2 separate regions of the Mus musculus genome follow, and region 1 is linked to region 2. A link is a contact called in public Hi-C data. All regions are on one chromosome and are shown on one strand. Each heading gives the region's core, a stretch centred on a gene start, on an enhancer-like site or on the middle of the called end of the contact. The rest is flanking DNA. Distances are from core to core; before and after follow the strand shown.

What was found. Hi-C and Micro-C count contacts between places; a contact is called where the count stands out from the background.
Region 1: a contact with region 2 is called in a Hi-C map of the 3T3-L1 cell line, with 4 times the contacts expected there. The contact joins two enhancer-like sites. A contact is called at or near these places in 1 of 39 promoter capture datasets (the 3T3-L1 cell line) and 1 of 484 Hi-C or Micro-C datasets (the 3T3-L1 cell line).

Annotation. Positions count from the first base shown.
Region 1 is chr6:144,072,910-144,078,817 of GRCm38.p6, forward strand. All of the region lies in intron 3 of Sox5 (SRY (sex determining region Y)-box 5), which reads right to left. Among named protein-coding and RNA genes, the nearest start is that of Gm52485, 90 kb to the left of the region's middle. Within about 2 kb of position 2,197, at least 86 of the 459 cell types and tissues checked have an H3K27ac peak or open chromatin away from gene starts, as enhancers often do.
Region 2 is chr6:143,911,955-143,917,906 of GRCm38.p6, forward strand. The region is part of intron 8 of Sox5 (SRY (sex determining region Y)-box 5); the gene reads right to left. Among named protein-coding and RNA genes, the nearest start is that of Gm52484, 21 kb to the left of the region's middle. Within about 2 kb of position 4,612, at least 41 of the 459 cell types and tissues checked have an H3K27ac peak or open chromatin away from gene starts, as enhancers often do.

The DNA.
Region 1 (5,908 bases), core at 947-3,446, 160 kb after region 2:
GCTATAAAATATCACCAAGAGTCACTTTAAACATGACACAAATGGGGAACTGGTATTGTAAAACAACATGCTATTGTTATTTCATTAAGCAGGGTGCAGTCAAGAACCTGTGTCCCCTGAATCCTTGGCCCAGCTGCACTATGGAGTTGTATTGAAAAACTTGTCAAAGCCTTTATTCTGCATATTCATGGCTAAAGGAGAGCTACGTGTTTGCTTTGACGCACCATTTGCAAATATGATGAATGCACTCATCTGAAATAAAGCTATATCAATTTAATTATCATCATAATCATATTCCTCAGAAGGAATTTCCATTGCTAACTTGGGAATTGAAGGTTCTTATTAACAGCACGCAACACTGAGACACATGGCTCTATTGTAGAAATAACCCAGAGTGCCTGCTGTCATACAATCTATCAATAATACTTCCTATTTGCATAGCTATGTGTTAAAGTCTAGAAGCATTGTGGAAGCTTCTAGCAAAGCTGAGTTATGAATCCATGACATTGTAACAAGAGGTTCCATGCTGGTGTCTATTACAGCTTAACTTGGAGGGTTAGGGGAGGTTTGGAGAAATGAGAAGGTGATTTTTGTGGACCTGTGTCAGCAGGTTGGACTGAGAGTCGGGAATAGAGGCTACTCCATTGCTTGTCTGTCATTTGCATCTGGGATTCCTGTAGCCGGGACAAGAGGCAGGACAAGCACTCGGGTAAAACGATGTTAGAGAAAAGGATAGAAAAACAGTAAGGACATAAAGAGCTGGAGTTAGAAGAAGGCATAAAAGGCAGCCATAATAAAACCCAGAAATACAGAAGAGACAGAATTGAAATAAAATGCCATGATCCACGCCACCATATGGCACTTCTAACTGAGGGTCCACCATGCTTTCTGGGGATTTATACCACCAAGATCTAGTGCCTAAGCTGCTTCTGGTTATATCAAGTGAATCAGGTGACACTAAGTTAGCTCTAGGTGTGACAAGAGCTTGGTGGCACACAAGCCTGAGTGGGAACTGTCTTCCGGGTCCTCATTAATGGAAGGAACATTGGAGTTGATTCAGCGAACCGCATTCTCATAATAGCTGTTTTCACGAATTTTTTCTTTTTAAACTCCTCAATGCAGACTAATGATACCATGCTAGAACACTGTTTAATAGAAGCGATTGTGTCTCTGCCTAAGAATGGGGCATGATGAAATCCTGCCTCTGTCCACAGAGGAAGCTGAGGAACGCTTCAGTACGCCTAGAGCTCTGGTAACCAGATATGAATATTCTATTTTCTGCTGAGCTTTTGCCAAGACTGGCACAGCAGATCTTGATTCGCATTGACAAGAACTTAGAAAGTGTAGATTATATGTTTCAGATCAGCTTAAGCAAATAATTCTACATTATGAGTCAAAACAATTTAATAAGTATTAATTGGATTAAAACTGTGGCAGGTACTACTCAATCGGAATAGAGGAAGAAACTATGTTTAAAGCGTAACACTATATTAAATATTGGTGGTGTGTTACAGCTAAAGAAGCCTATAAATATAAAAAAGTCTAGAAATATTATATATATATATATATATATATGCGTGTATATGTATAATTATTTATAAACTATATATAAAGTCGATCTGTGGCTCTTTTATTCACATGGAAACAATACCACATTCAAGTGAAAAAGAGTCTCCCCCAACCTTCAATAGAAGCCACAAATCTATACTACGCACTGGCAGAAACAATAAAGCAACTCAGGCAAGAAATCCAGGTTTCAGGTAAGGCAGTTAATGTATTTAACAGAGGAGGAGAGGAGAAGGAGGGGAGACAGGGAACAGGCAGATGCGAAGGGGAAGCAGGGAGAGAGGACTCAGATTTAATATTTGAAGAGTAAGCAAAGACACTTACTTCCTGCAATCTTGAAGGAGCACGTGGGGCTCCCCACTACTCCATCTAGAACTGGCCTTCACGGGGACAGAATGGAAACTATCCTTTCTAGTCAATGACACTCGAAGGAAGGGCCCCATCCCCCTTGGGTTTTAGTCTGTCGATTTCCAGCCTGCTCTTAAAGGAGAACTCGGTATTTCTTAAATTAAAACATCATGGGCATAGATCAGGAGCAATGACTCATGGGTTAAACACCAATGTGAGACGGTTTGAAGCTGTTCCTTGGCCACATGCTATCAATCAGGAGCTGCCCAGAATATATGAGTGAGTCACTACGAGTCTCACTACTACCGGGAAAGCTTCCAGCTAGCACACGTGAGCCATGGGCTCGCTTTCCCTAGCATTTATCTGGAAGGGATGTGGCAGATGTATTTCAAACAGACTTCTTAAGTCTTAACTTCAAAAATATATTTTTCTAACTGTAGGCAAGTTTTATGTCTGTGGCACATGTGACAGTCAGCTCGTCTCTAAGGTTGGCTTTACAGTGGGTGCTAATATTTGACTTCAGTCTTTCAGGAGGCTTTATCTTCTTTTATTACACATAATGTATTCTTAAAGCTTGCCCTATTTTATCAATAGCAATTACTGTCAATCTCTCTGTGTTCCTATTTCATAAGCTTTATCATAACTGTGTAGAAAAACGAAAACAGATAGTATCCATATGGATCAGCTCTGAGTGTGCTTTCAGGAACCCGCTTGGGCTTGGAACCGATCCCTTACAGACAAGAAGGACTCATATAGTTTAGCGTTTCTGACTAACCTGTCTCAAATACTGAGTTTCGAGGCAGAAGCAGCTTTTAAATGCTCACGTGTAAACCAGCCCATTTCTTAGCAGCACTTGGGAAAATATTAACTCAGTCCCCAGCCACTCGTCTTCTAATGTGCTAAGGTAACAAGCGTCTCTTCCACTCCTGGAAGGCGAGCAAACAGCTTTTAAGAGACCTAGAAGCCACGAGCACCTTTACCAATATGCCCAGTTTCATTCTGAGGTCTACAAGGAGCATACACAGGGAGGTGGTAGAAGCAGAAGCCCAATTTTGCCGTCTGGATGCAGGTAACTGAATCCAGTCTGGTTTTGGATGCCAGGGTGCGTGTGTAAGGATGAGAATAGGTACTCAACCCAAACAAGGAAATCGGAAGCTGGCCATAGGATTAAAGGACACCCAAACCAGGCCACAGCAAACCACACTTCCCCTTGATGAAGCTCATCTCAAGGAGTTGTTCTTGGCGGTATCTGTCACAGGATGCTTCCGCTAAGTATTCTGAAGAGAGCGAAGGGCAAAGCAAACCAATAACTCCTTTACATCTGTGCCTAAAGAGCATCAGCACAGACAACGTGCACCTAGCAATCTGGGCTCTGTGCGAAGATCGCTACAGTAATAACGGGAAAATGGCAAAGCGAACGTGGGAGCTGCAGCAGTCGCTGCCGTTTCCTCCTTTATGCGTTCTCCTTAATTGCCAGAAGATATTATTTTTCACCACTTAAATAATTTTCCCCGTGTTTATGTGAATTTTATTGTGTCACAATCACTTCTTAAGTGTCATGATTTTGCAAAATACACATTAGCATATATTACAATACTGGGAGATTTTGAGAAAGGCATTGTTAGAAGAAAATATCCCAACACCAAGCACATCGTGCATTGAGGCGGTAACTCATCAGGAATTTTATGAAACTCAACTGTAGGTTTTTGCTTTAAATATCTTTCCTGGCTCTTCTTATAGTTCGTAGGCAGCCGTAGCTCATCTCAGATTCAGTCTTGTCACAAACATATGTACCCTTCTCTGAGCTATTCTCTTTATAACCCTACATTTACCACAGGAGGGACTTAGCTCTCAACTCTCCCCATTATCATGACTATGTCAATTGATCCTGAATCCTTCTACTGGTGGCATCCAGATGTGTGTTCCCAAGTTTTTTAAGTATCTCTGGTCATTTTCTAGTCATAAATCAACAGATCCGATCTTCAGATCTCCAATCGACCTACCAGTAACCCAGATATACTAACAACACAGAGGCACAAGTACTTATCACCAAGGGTGGGGGATTAGACCCACACAAGCCAGAGACCCTTAATGGGGCCCAACTATGTGTATGGAGTGATGAATTGTATGCATCAGTTCTGTGCTTTCCAACACAGCCTGTTCAAGTAAGCATGCTTGAAATAGCACTTGTTTTTGCTGGAGAGAGAGCCATACGTTTCAGAGCACTCTGCCTGCAGTAAGAGCGATTCTGAACACTTTTACCACCACTATGCATGGTGTGAAGTTCAGGGTCGCCTGTTTACCTACAACTTGGCTCTTTGAGTGCATGTTGAATAATAAAGTTTGGACCAATCTTGTTACAGATTCAGCCTATTAAAAACTACAACAGCAAGCCTATCAGGTCTTGTGAATTGTGGCCACAACTTAGAATTCTTTATATATGTACGGAACCTAGAGTCAGGAACTAACTTCTAAACGGTGACTGAGGTGGCACCTTGTATTTAGTGGATATTAGTATATTATCAGAGACAATAACGCTCCCAGAAAGGACGAATGGCAAACCCAAAAAGTAGTACCTTTTTCTAATAAGATTCTTGTCAAAGGGGAGAGAGGGTTGTCAGAGAAAATTAACAGATGACAGAGTAAAACTATCAGGATAAAATGGTCTTATACTTATTCCCTAATCAGATAAATTTAAAATGTATGTCTAACTTTGGATCTGTGTGTGGAACAATATTAAAGTATCTGTTCTAGGAACACAGACATAGATTCATGTACTGTCTAGTGAAAAATCTTAGTGAATTCAAACTATCACTCACAAAACAGAGTGTGCCAGTGTGTTGCAAGGAAGGTAATCAGAACTGGTTTTTGGAAGAGAACAAGAACTTTTTGTCTTTTTCGTGTCAGTAGCAGTCTCTGTCACATATGATCCTTAGGTGAGCGATTCTCTTTATAACCCACATGAGGGACTTAACTCCCCTACGCTCGCCATGATCAACACTGTAGATTGATGCTTTTGGCTAGATATACCAGGAACGCCTCACAGAACTTGGGTGCACTTTGCTGCACATGAGGAATGTTAGGGTCCAGATGCAGCGATTCAGTGCTATGCCGGGTCCCACAGGGACACCCACCTGCTCTGTGGATGCCTCCCCTCCACTCATGCTCTCTTTCATCTTGCAGGCTGTCAGACCTTGCTCCCACATTCCCTCTTGAGAAATGGTTCCCAGAAGGTCCTGAGCACCCACATGAAGGTGACTCGCCTCTGCTTCCCTTTCTCACCAAGCTGTTGTCTTAAGATGAACCTGGCAAATGTGTGTGAAAACTCTGAAGACTCCAGAACCTCAAATCCAAGACAAAACCACGCAAATAAAGCCGAGGAAGAGCCCGAAGCTTTTCCCATGTACAAATTTTGCTTGCACAGAACATCCATTAAACTTAGGATCATCTCTTATTTGTCTCTCAATTTTAAGTAGACACATATATATATGCTAACTTTTCAATGCTACTAAGCGTGGATTTTGTGAGTGTGTGTGTTTCTCTCTGTGTGTATGTTCTATGTGTCTGTGTATGGATATATTTGTATGTTTTGGAGACAGTACCACACGTAGGCAAGGCTAGCCATGGACACCCTATGTAGTCAAGAATGGTCTTCAGCTTGTGGTTATTCTGCATTTTCCCCCAGAGAGCTAGGGTGCATGTCCCTCTGCCTGGGTTTAAGAGGTGCTAGGAACCAAAGCCTAGTATGTGTGCATCTAGGCAAGCATGCTAACAACCGAGCTATAGTCTCACCTCTGTCTCCAAGAAGTCTTAATAAAATATATCTGAATCCTGAATGGCTCCAAGATTTAAAGTTTTAAAAAAGGTACTTACCCTGTGATACACTTTTTTGGTTGTCATTCATGAGGTACTAAAATTGTGAAATATTAATCTGCTAGGTCTTAGTGGCTAGAGGTGGATTCTGGACTAGGTTTATAAGAAAAGCGATGCTGGA
Region 2 (5,952 bases), core at 3,362-5,861:
GTGCAAGGCCTCTCACACAGCAGCATGGAGAGGGGAACCGCCTCCACCCAGTCAGTCAAATTCGGTTGCCATTTTGTCCTGCTTACTGGAGTGTGTATGTGGAAGCTGGGTGAGTATTCAGTTGACAGGTCACCTATAGGCATTGTATTTTCCTGCTGAGCTCTTGTGGTCCAGTACTAGATCAGAACTTGGTGAAGCTATGAAGACAGAGATTTTCACGTCTACTAAACCACCTTGATCTTTTGGGTAAAATGAGAGCTCAAACTTTTTGGACAATCTGTTCCCTCCTTTTTCATGGTTATATACGATACATATTTGCAATCTTTTAATGGGGATATTAACTTTATTTAGACATGTTACACAAATTTTTCAGTGCTCATCATAGAGTAACCTGATAAAGTAACAACCAATTTATACTCTAAGCTGGATTATCACATTCATTTGAGAGAAAGCAAGCCCTTGTCACTTCTCCCTAATAGTGTATTTTTCCCCAAATTGCTCACAACACAGCTTCTCCCATTGGCTACCAGCCTGGTGTCTAGTTGCCATCTGGAGTATCTGGATTTGAAACACTAGGCACTGGCAAAAATAACTATCAGGATTTGTTGTTCCAAACCTACTGAGCAACTAGTAAATGCCCTGCAGGCAGGGCCCACACCTCTGTCTCCATCTCCACCGCTACCTGAAAACATCAGATGTAAGCAGAGCTTCAGAAAATGATGCCATTGCCTTTCAATGGGCGTAGAGCTCTCGTGCATGCTTAGTCTCCCTGGTATGCATCTAGACAATCTGGATGGAGGTGAATGAGACAGAGGGAACCCTGAATTCAGTCATTTCCCAAGACCAAGTGTCATAAGATAATGGATGCTTTGAGGCAACTGTCTTCCTCCTTCATGCATTCACGAATCTGTGGGCTTCAGCATGGGTTGGGGGCAGAGAGGGTGGGGATGCAGAGAGCTAACAAAGGCAGAGCCACATCACCCCTGGGCAGCCACCCTTCCCATGTCTTTCCTTCATTTCCTTTACTCTCTATGTGGCTCCAAGTTGAATATCATACTGCAAAGGAAACATCTTTTTTTTTGTGAGTACAGGATTCCTTAAATGCCGTATGTAAAGTTCAAGTACGGTGGCTCTCAAAGGTCATTTGCGAACTGTTAAATGACCACGGCATGAATGATGAGCCCAAGATTGTGGTAAGCACCTGAGAGTTTTGTTAAGTGACTATTTAAGTACTGTTATGCATTTATTTTACTTTTAACTATGTGTGTATATGTGGGGGGAGGGGTAAGTGCATGTGAATGTAGGTTCCATAGAACCCAGAAGGGGACATCAGACGCCCCCAAGAAGGATGGAGTTACAGGTAGTGTGGGCTGCTCAACTCTGAAGCTGAGAGCACAACTCGAGTGCTCTGTACTGTGTAGCTGTCTCCCAAGCCTGCTTTCACAGATCCATCCTCTCCCCTGAGTGATGCTCATCCCCAAACACCAATATTTCAAAGAATAAAAGAAGTCTGCTAAAAGTGAGTATAAGTGAATTTTTCATATTTTCATATGTATTCTAATGGGAGCAGAGAGGTTGTCTGGATTCTCGCTAAGGGAGCAGGCAGGAGGGTAAAGTTGCCATTTTGTATGCTCCTTGGTGTTTAACAAAAAAATCATCACTCCAGATAAGTAATATTCATTTAAAATTGAATAAAAGCAAGTATGTATGCTCAAATTTTCAAAACTAACAAATAAAATATTTATGATACTGTTTTCCAGGCTTAATATGTCCACAAGAGTGGAAAATTTTGAGTTGTTAAACAAACATCAATGCACACATGCACACACAGACAGACAGACAGACAGACAGACAGACACAGAGAGACAGACACACATACACCTGCATGATCATGTGCATGCACATATATGCACATGCATAAACACACCTGTGCAATGCGCACCCATACACATATGTACTCACTCATACATATACACATAGCTTGTATATATTAATATTTTGTAGATTTGCTATATATTTAGAAGACTTTTAAATTATAATATTTTCACCTGTTATTGTTTGTGATGCATTGTTTATGAATAAATACATTCCTATCCAGTGCAAATTAAACCTGAAAAGATGCATCAAGTTAGAAGTGATGTGTAAGGAGAATATTTCACCGTTCTCTCCCTCCTTTCCTTAAGTGAAAGGACATGGAATGGCATTGCGAGCAGAAACAAAAACCAAAAGCAATTTCAAGCCTCCATAAGTGTTATCTTTATGGCTTAATTTCTGGTTCTTAATGTAACTTAAATGTGGAGTTTAAGGAGAAACTAATGTACTGGAGAAAATCTTTCAAAACATGCCAGCAGGTTTCAATGTGAATAAATGTGCTTTCTGCATTATTATTTGTCATGTTTCCTCAGAAAATTATCAGTGCAACTTCAATTTAAGCATGGACTTTCTCTGACACTGGCAACATTAACTTATTTATTAAGTACATTATCTGTAAAATGGCATTCAGCAAAAGTCCCAGTAGACAGTCATACTCTGAGTGGATAAACCCTTCTGATTTATGCATCACTATGGACTGGCTAAGAAACTGTGTTCTACTCTCCTATCCTGACAAACGTAAGAGCACAAGAGATCCCAAGTCCCCACACACTGTGGTTCCTCTCTCAAACCCCAGCAAATAGAGATGGAGAAATAGGTCAGATATTAAGAACACTCACTGCTCTTGTGAGTTTGGTTCCTAGCACCCCTGTGAGGAGGCTCACTATCATCTGTAACTCCAACTTCAGGGGGCTGGGGCTCTTCTGGTCTCTCAGGGCATCCCTCAAACATGACACCCCTACACACACACACACACACACACACACACACACACACACACACACACACACACGTAAGTAAAGAGAAGGTACATCTTGAGATGAACCGCAGGGGGCCCACGTTGTTGGTAATGGTGTTAGGAGCTTGCACTTTGGTGGTAAGAATGTTAGCCGCCCCTTCTTAGTGCAGCAACTGTACGAGCTCCCTGACAGATCAAGCAGCGTTTGCACATGACTCAGAAGTTCTACTTGTTTATGAAAGTTCCTGAAAATGGGATTTTTTAAAAAAATAAAACATACATTTAAAACCGTATTGTAAACAGAGTAAGTCTCAGTAGTCCAAGGTGGAAATGACCCCAGATTTTTTTCAAGAGTACGTGGACAAAAACCAAAAACACACACAAAACAAAACAAAAACCCAAAAAACAATGCAGAGATGTGGGAAACGGAATATTACTCAGCAAAGAACAACTTGTATGAACCTTGAGGAGCCCCAGCTTTGCTGAGCCAGTAAGACAGAGAAGACAGAAGAAAGGCGGTGTGATGTCACTCATATAAAGTGCTTAGCAAGGTCTAGGTTATTAACAGAGATGGGGTTTCCAGGGGGATGGGGAGGGCTGTGAGCATTCTCTTTAGAGGGTAGCTTCAATTTGGGGATTTGAACGCTCTCCTAGGGGGTCTGAGGTGGCAGTGATACACAGGGTCAGTGTGCATCATACGGACAAAACACAGCAAATGTATTTGTATGTATCTTGACACACACACAAAATCAGGAATGTGGATGTTCTTGTAGTGCCATGTAAGAATATCCTGTGCTAATGATCACGGCCATTATAGGACAGAGGTTCTGACAGAAGCAACTTAAGGGAGAATAATTTACAGTGACTTATAGTGTCAGTGTTTAGGGCAAGCCTGCTTCCTAACATGTGTGGACAGAGCAACAGAACAGGGGAGAAACTGAGGCAGAGAGGCTTCTACATACAACATGAACAGGAAGCAGGGGAGGAGGGAAGGTACTGGGAGAGGCCTGGGCAAGAGGCATCTCCCCACCCCCTGGAGGTGTGTCCACACACTGTGTGCCTCCCCCTGCCCTTCACCACTTCCCAGTAATGCTGTCATCTTTCCACCTGTCCAGGAGGTGGATTTATTAGTCCCCCAGCCAGTCAAGCCAAGGACCAAGATTTCGATCCCACGTACAGTTCCACATGGGTCCTTCCCCTCTTGTCCTCTGATTCCTTCTGTAGAGGACGGGAGGGTCAGGGCAGATGGCCTCACACCTTACTGACTGACTGGGACTGTCTTGAGAGGGCCTGGATCTGACAGTGCTGCAGCCTCATTAGCCCACTCCTCCCGGCAAGGACAGAGAAGTCCGAGTGTGGCCATCACACACAGAACTGCTGACAGTGTTTCACCTCAGGCCCCAGGGTGTGCTAATAAACACTGGACATTGTTCTATGCGCAGCAGAATACTGCTTGCTCTTCTTGCCGGCTGGGAGGTCAGTTCTGCAGTTGCCGCTTCTGGGACCAAGTTGGGAGGGATCAAAGACCGCGAGACTTGACACCTTCCACTTAGCACAATGCTTCTGGCGCCTCTGCGTGTTTGGTGAGCCTCGTTAGGGCTGAGTCATTGATTCCCTTCCTTGACAAATCACAATCTACCACATTTGTTTATCCATTTAGCTACTTGATGGACGCTTGGATTTTTATTTCCTATTTTTGGGCTGTTATGATTAATCCTGCCATGAACATTCCAGGACCAGTCTTTGTGTGTTTTTATTACTCTGGGCTACCCCCGTTTCTAAGATTGGATTTGCTTAGTCATATGGGCATGAGTCAAATAAGCTTAGGCTTACTTTAAAAGTGCCATTTCTTCACAGTGGCTGAATGCTTTGGCATTCCCAGGAGAGTGTCTGAGGACTGCAGTAATTCTGTATCTTCATCTGTACTTAGTATTCTTTAAAATTTTTAAGAATATTGTTGTATGTCTTTAAGAATACCTATTTCATGTATGTATGTGTGGTACATTTGTGCAGTACACTCAGGGCCAGAAGACAGTGTCTAATATGCCAGAACTGGAGTTACGAGTACTTGGGAGTTGCCATGTGGGTGCTAGGAGCTGACCAAGGGTCATCTGGAGGAACCGCAAGTGCTCTTAATAGCCATCTCTTCAGCTCCTTGGCTAGGATAATTATTCTAGTAAGGTAGACTGAGTGGGGTTGCTGCTTGGAAGTGTGTCCTTGATTTTCCTGTGTGTCTTTCTGGTCACTTAATGGTCACTTCCCTGTATTCTACAGAAAATTGTGCACTGAGATCTTTTCATTTTTAGGAAATGTGATTGTTACTTTGTTGAGTTAAAAGGGTGCTTTATACATTTGTTTTAACCAGTAAAATTTGTGAGGTAAATGGTATGAGTCTAGTTTCATGGGAAAGTGTAGCTATTATTGAAAAATCAGAGGGCCGGGCGTGGTGGTGCACGCCTTTAATCCCAGCACTCGGGAGGCAGAGGCAGGCCGATTTCTGAGTTCGAGGCCAGCCTGGTCTACAGAGTGAGTTCCAGGACAGCCAGGGCTATACAGAGAAACCCTGTCTCGAAAACAAAACAAAAAAAAAACCGATGGCCTAGTCGGCCATCACTGGAAAGAGAGGCCCATTGGACACGCAAACTTTATATGCCTCAGTACAGGGGAACGCCAGGGCCAAAAAGGGGGAGTGGGTGGGTAGGGGAGTGGGGGTGGGTGGGTATGGGGAACTTTTGGTATAGCATTGGAAATGTAAATGAGCTAAATACCTAATAAAAAATGGAAAAAAATCATAGTGTGATAATAAAAAAATAATCAGGCTTTCCTTTGAGTCCTTATCATATGATGTAATAGGCACAGGAGACACCAGAGCCTCTATGGGCACTGCTCTGAACAGTCCCTGATGGACCCCAGACCTTTCAAACTGTGGCACAATTCCTAAATTAAATGATGGACAGGGAAGAAATGCATTAACCTGAAATGGCAAATAAACTCAAGGCTTTTTAGGAGACGTTTCCACATGAAGGAGGGATGTAGTCATTGTGGGAATGGCGGTGTCAGCTGGGGATGTCAGGGCACAGATTTAACATCAAGCCATGCAAGGGGCTGATGAGGAGAGACGA